Regions from separate parts of the Astyanax mexicanus genome. Here region 1 is linked to region 2. The links are chromatin contacts, called in public Hi-C maps. All regions are on one chromosome and are shown on one strand. Each heading gives the region's core, a stretch centred on a gene start, on an enhancer-like site or on the middle of the called end of the contact. The rest is flanking DNA. Distances are from core to core; before and after follow the strand shown. Region 1 holds the start of arl5a (ADP-ribosylation factor-like 5A). Region 2 holds the start of lmo7a (LIM domain 7a).

Region 1 (2,889 bases), core at 208-2,707, 540 kb before region 2:
TCAACATTTTGGGTTTATTTTCGTTTGTTATTTTTCTAATAATAATAATAGAATTTACATAATTTAAAGTAAGTCAATTACTTTTACTAGTTACATTCATAGTGCGGTAACTCCTTAGTAACTAGTAAATATAACTGATTACTTTTTCAAAGTAAGGTGCCCAACACTGGTTGCCAATGAGCAAGTTTCCCGACGCACAAGAGCAGGCTTATTCTATTTGCCTGAATAACATGAAATTTTTAAAATTAATACAGACATGTAGAAAAAAACGAAGACAAGCTGTAACCTAGATATAAATAATAATATCTTAATAATAATAGAATAATAATAAATAATAGAATAATATGCCAATTAGGCATATTTATAGCAGTAGGGTATTTTAATTTTCATCCCTGACTCTAATTCATTTAAGTTATATACCTGATTTGATATTTTTCCATACAATCCCTGCTAAAGTTTTAGGTGAAGGAGACCCAAAGAAGGTAAGTGCATGTTTCTGGAAAAACAAAAAAGTGGGCGTGGCATCGCAATGGTTACCATCCATCGTGATGTTGGGTCATAAATGACGATATGGCACCTCCTGGTCCTCCTCCACCAAAACATTCGGGTCCGGTGGTGCTGACACACTAAAAAAAGCTTATCAGTTTTGGAAGAGCATCTGTTTTTAGTTTAGCCTCTTCCTTCTTTTTTCGCTCACATCCCACTTGTACACTTAATTTCACCTTAATTCCGTCTTTCACAAGCAGCGCGTGTGCATTCATGGCATGGCCACAAGGCATGGATGGAATATTCAATTTTAACGCGAAAGAGAGGGTGTGGACGGAATCTGTATTTCTTTGTAATTTATTGTGTTGTCTTTGTTTCCATTTTAAACATACAAGAATCACCATTTATGAACTCACTATCTGTGAATTACTGTCCAAAGGGCCCCAATTACCAGCTGTAGGCCTATGGGAAGTTTGCAGCTAGTCATGGGGCCCCTACAGTGGGCTGCAGTGGGAGGGGCCCAAGGCAGTTGCCTAGCAATGCCTCTATGCAAAGACCGCCTCTGCAAACAATAATTACAAATAATGTCTAACTACTTGTCCTTCATATTCCTTTAATTCATAAAAATACAATGAAGTATTTTGCTAAACAGCGAAGAAACCATATTGTTTATACATGTGTTTCATTTTTTCTACAATAAACGGTTTTTGGAAAACAAAGGCGCTAGCATCATTGCTACTGTGTGCCAAACGTGTGGTGAGCTAATGCTGGACATTCGGGCAGAGCACGTTTAAAAGGCTTATAAATTGAATATATTTGAAACATTTGCAAGCTGTACTGTAACGTAATACTGTTCTGTGTTCAGTTAAAAACCTTACTCGTTTTGGACTCATTCAGGAGCGCCCTCTTGTGTCTGTGAAACCCGGAACACACCCTCGAGTGGGTGTTCTCCTCTGTAGAGGATCTCTGGCGCTTCCTCTCCAGCTCTGTGTGTGTATAGGGCTGCTGCGGCAGAAAAGAACAGCGGCCAGAACAGCAGCCGTCAATTTGAAAATGAGCTAGGCTGAATTAGCTAAGCTAGCTAGTTAAGCTAAGTCTTCTCATTGACCTACCGTTTTTATCATTCATCTCATCGATCTAGGCTATGACAGCAAATAAAGTATGCAGCATTTCAGACCCCGCGGTGTCGGAGAGAGATATGGACACTGGTCTCTCCTGTTTCGTCTTGGAAATACTCCCGGTGTCCAGCTAAAGAGCTAGGTTAGCTAACCCAGCTGGCTAGCTGTCACCGATTGCTCGCTTTAGCTCAGTTTTGCTTTCAGTTGGGTGGCTTTATTTGCTTCTAGCTACCACCCAGATAACGCTAAGCTAGGATTTAGACTGATTTGGGTTTAAACTGCCTACGGAGAAACCAGTCAACCGAAATGGGAATCATTTTCACCAAGTTATGGAGGCTTTTTAACCACCAAGGTAAGTCAGATGTTTCAGTAATGTCAGATTGGAGCTCGGTGAGGGAGGGGTGTAGGGTAGGTAGCGTAAGCTAACTTAGCTAGCTAGTTACCTAACCTAGGTAACCTAGCTTGGTTAGCTTGTTGGCTAATATGATGTGAGTTGAATTCCATAAACGCGTCTGAAACCACTCACTCAGAGGGCAAAGGTATCTAGCTAGTTAGCTGGCTAGCCAGGCAGCTTTTCTAGCTAATAATGGTCGACTGCGCTTGATCAGTGTTTATTAAACTTGCTAGTTAGACACGTTATCTAGCTTAGCTGGTCTGATGTTGACAAGCTATGTGTGGACCTGTGGATCTGTTTCTGTGGCTCTGTGGAGGTTTATGACCGACCCGAGGTCAGTTAACAGGCGTTTAGCTATCGGTAGCATTTAGCACCAGAGGGGTTCGGGCCCATTTTAGCTGTACTGAGACAGCGGACTCGTATGCTAACCTAGCTAATCTAGCTAACTAACGTTATATATGTGATTAAAGTCTGAAAATCTAACAATTCAATAGCGTTAACTGTGTTTTTATTACTTGCCAACATGATATCGTCTGTTTTTTAGCATGTAAATGATACCATCTAGCTAATTAACTCGCGAGCTTAGCTTGAGTGTGTATTCTGTCAGTTCAGATGGTCCTCACGATGATGTAGTTTGTCAGCTAGCCAAACTGGGCCAACTAACTAGCGTTATTTATGTTATATAGCAAGCTGTTTTAAAATTTTACTAGTGAATTTAACTATTAATATCAGATTTAGTAATACATTCTGACTACTCATATTACCAGGACCACATATAATTTTTATAGGAATCTTCCACTTTCTTACTTTTTTCAGTAATGACGCTTAAAAAACAAAGCAGATACAATTATCTATAATTCCTTTTACTAATAGAAAAAATAATTCTAGATC
Region 2 (2,868 bases), core at 336-2,835:
AACATATAATTTCTGAAAAAGGTTGGATGGAAGCATGGTCGTGGTAGTGGGGGGAAAAGTGGACCTAACTAGCCAGGGCCCAAGTACGGAGAGGGGCCCATGAAAACCCTGATTTTTTTTCTCTCATGTTCCTTGTGTACTGGCATGGATAGGGGATCACTGACATTGAGAGTGTACAGGACCCAGAATTAGCTGCTTCGCCCCTGCTCCTCTCTTCCTGGCTCCTCCTCCCTTGTGCTTCTCTCTAGTGTGTTTGTCTCGCTTCCCAGGATAGCCTTTGTTGTTTCCCTCGCTTACGCTTTGCGTGATCTCTGTTTCCACCCGTTTTCGCTTCACACCCGTTTTTGTTACCACCCGTTTTCGTTTCCCACCCGTTTTCGTTTCCCACCCGTTTTCGTTTTTCGCCCGTTTTCATTCTCCGCCCGTTTTTATTCTCCGCCCGTTTACGTTTCCCACCCGTTTTCGATTCCATCAGAAAACAGATTACCAATAATCCCCCTGCAAAAACATTGAATTCAACCACCTAACTAAACGTTTTCCTTGTTACTGACAGGAAAAAATGCCATGGCAGGTTTTTACACGTGTTCTACTAGTCTAAATAGATTTCCCGTTGTTTTCCCATATGTCACCACGATCAAAAACACTTCTCTGGTCGCTGACTATTTAAAGTCTCGTCGAGCGTACCTCTTTTTATGGCTCATGAATATTCATGAAGCTTATCAGAGGCTAATCAGAGGCAGCCATCCTTGCGCCCCCAATATAAATAATATATATAAAAACACCAGCATTTTACACACATTTCTGTTGGATGATGTGTTGGTCACTATGACATGCAATTTTAATTATATGTATTATATAGTATATGATATTTATATAGTATTATTAATATTTAAAAATAAAAAAGCATGGCCAACTATAGGTATTTAAGGTGTAGTAACTATAGGTCAATATTTTATGTATAAGCATAAATATTGAGTTTATTTAGCTTATTTTGAGTTTAAATCACTTAAAATGAGGTTAAAATAAAATTCTAAGACTGAATAAGAGCAATATTCATAAGTAAGCAAAATAATCACAAACTTACAATAAAAAAAAAATCAATACATTATTATTTTTTTCCATTCAGTATAGTAAAGAAGAAAAATAAAAGTTAATCTTTTCTCGATTTTCAAATGTTTTTTATTTTTGTATTTTGTAAGTCAAATCTGATGGAATGATTCAACTTTTAAAAAAAATGAAAAATCAGAAATTAAAAAAGAAAATATATATTTTTATTTTTTCTAAAATTCCGATTGTGAGGGACACAGAAATGGATGAAAACTTAATGAATTTTTACATTCAATTTTTTTGCATTTAGCTTCAAACGGTCAGAAAATGTAACTGATAAATGTTACACTGACCTAAAACAGTTCCAATTTCTCGTGGCCACTCGGAAAAACGAATTGCCCGCCCCTGCCTCAGAATGTTCAGTGGTGTGTTAACTGCGTGTAGCCGCTTGGGGGCGCAGTGTGCTGAAGCCCGGCCTGCGTGCCGCTGCTGTACTGAGAGCTGAGCGGCGGTAGTAGTAGAGCGGGTGTGCGGGTCTGCAGCTCGGGGCTGTAGGAGAGTTAATTGGGAAACTTTTCTGGAGAGCATGTCGCTGTTCTGAAACCAGTACTGTAACCTGTGTCTGGAGCTGTGGAGGCCTGCAGCGGTGTGCGGTTTAGTGGAGGTATAGTGATGTTAAAGGGCTGTGTGAGGAGCGCAGGAGCGGCGGGGCAGTGCTGTGAACAGGTAAGAGTTCAGACTGGAGACAGAGTGTGTCCAGCGTGCTTCATTATTCCACATACAGCTTAAATTAATTAACTAATTAAAGGATTTTAACCACCAAATTAAAGGAGACTGCTGTAACTTACACTGCACTGTTGTTTTTTCACTGCTAAAGTGTAAATATTGCCTAATGCCTAATTATAACTCTTGCTGAAACATAATGACACAGATTAACATTTTCATATTGTGTGTTCATTACAGTGGACAAGATGTATTTACTTATTTTTTTTTCTCTGTTTTGTTTCACATAACACTAACTGAGACCTGTTGTTTATCAGAATAGACTATTGACGAGCCAATGAAAATGTTTAAAAGCCAATGAAACAATAGTTTAGCCCCGCCCATTGCCCACTGAAATAAAACAACACTACAGCCAAAAAGGCAAATTAAAAAAAGCTAATTTTTACTAATTTTATGTAATTTCTAATCACACTTTTCATCGTTTTTTTATTTAGTGTTTAAGGATGGTTTGTGAGCATAAAAGTTATTAATCAATATCAAATCTAAAATAAAAATGTTAAGCATATCAAATAGATGCAATCCAATAGATGAAAAAAAAACTGTTACTCTTTTTAGTTAATTGAATGTATTGTTTATATAGATTTTATATTCGAATATTAGAGTCTTTCTTTTGTGTGTATTACAGACAGAAAACAGTGTTGTTGTTATTTTTTTAAATATTTTTCCATCCCTGGCACATAATTCAGGTTAGAGGTGGGCGATAGGGCCCTAAAATAATAAAACAATATTTTACAGTATTTTCATGAGAACAATAACACTAAATTAAAAAATATATATATTTCAAGAATACACTACTGCAACAAAATGAAAATAAAATTTTATTATTGCATACAATATAACTGATATATTAAAAAAATACAAGAATTTTATCAGATTTGTAACAGAAGTCAATGATCCAAGATGTCATGATACTAATAATAATGCACTCCAAATATCTCCATATATCCAGGACTGAAGTAAAATAAATGATACTGAACAAAAAGAACCTGTCTCTACTAGATATATAATGGGAAATGAGAACAGTGTGAAAATTTCTTT

What was found. Hi-C and Micro-C count contacts between places; a contact is called where the count stands out from the background.
Region 1: a contact with region 2 is called in a Hi-C map of muscle, with 4 times the contacts expected there. The contact joins the promoter of arl5a here to the promoter of lmo7a in region 2. A contact is called at or near these places in 2 of 3 Hi-C or Micro-C datasets (blood and muscle).

What each region holds. Positions count from the first base shown.
Region 1 is chr11:29,412,429-29,415,317 of AstMex3_surface, reverse strand. It overlaps arl5a (ADP-ribosylation factor-like 5A), which reads left to right and starts at 1,457. Exons shown (of 6, transcript XM_007253479.4): 1 at 1,457-1,956. The coding sequence starts at 1,911.
Region 2 is chr11:28,877,088-28,879,955 of AstMex3_surface, reverse strand. It overlaps lmo7a (LIM domain 7a), which reads left to right and starts at 1,585. Exons shown (of 31, transcript XM_049485334.1): 1 at 1,585-1,773.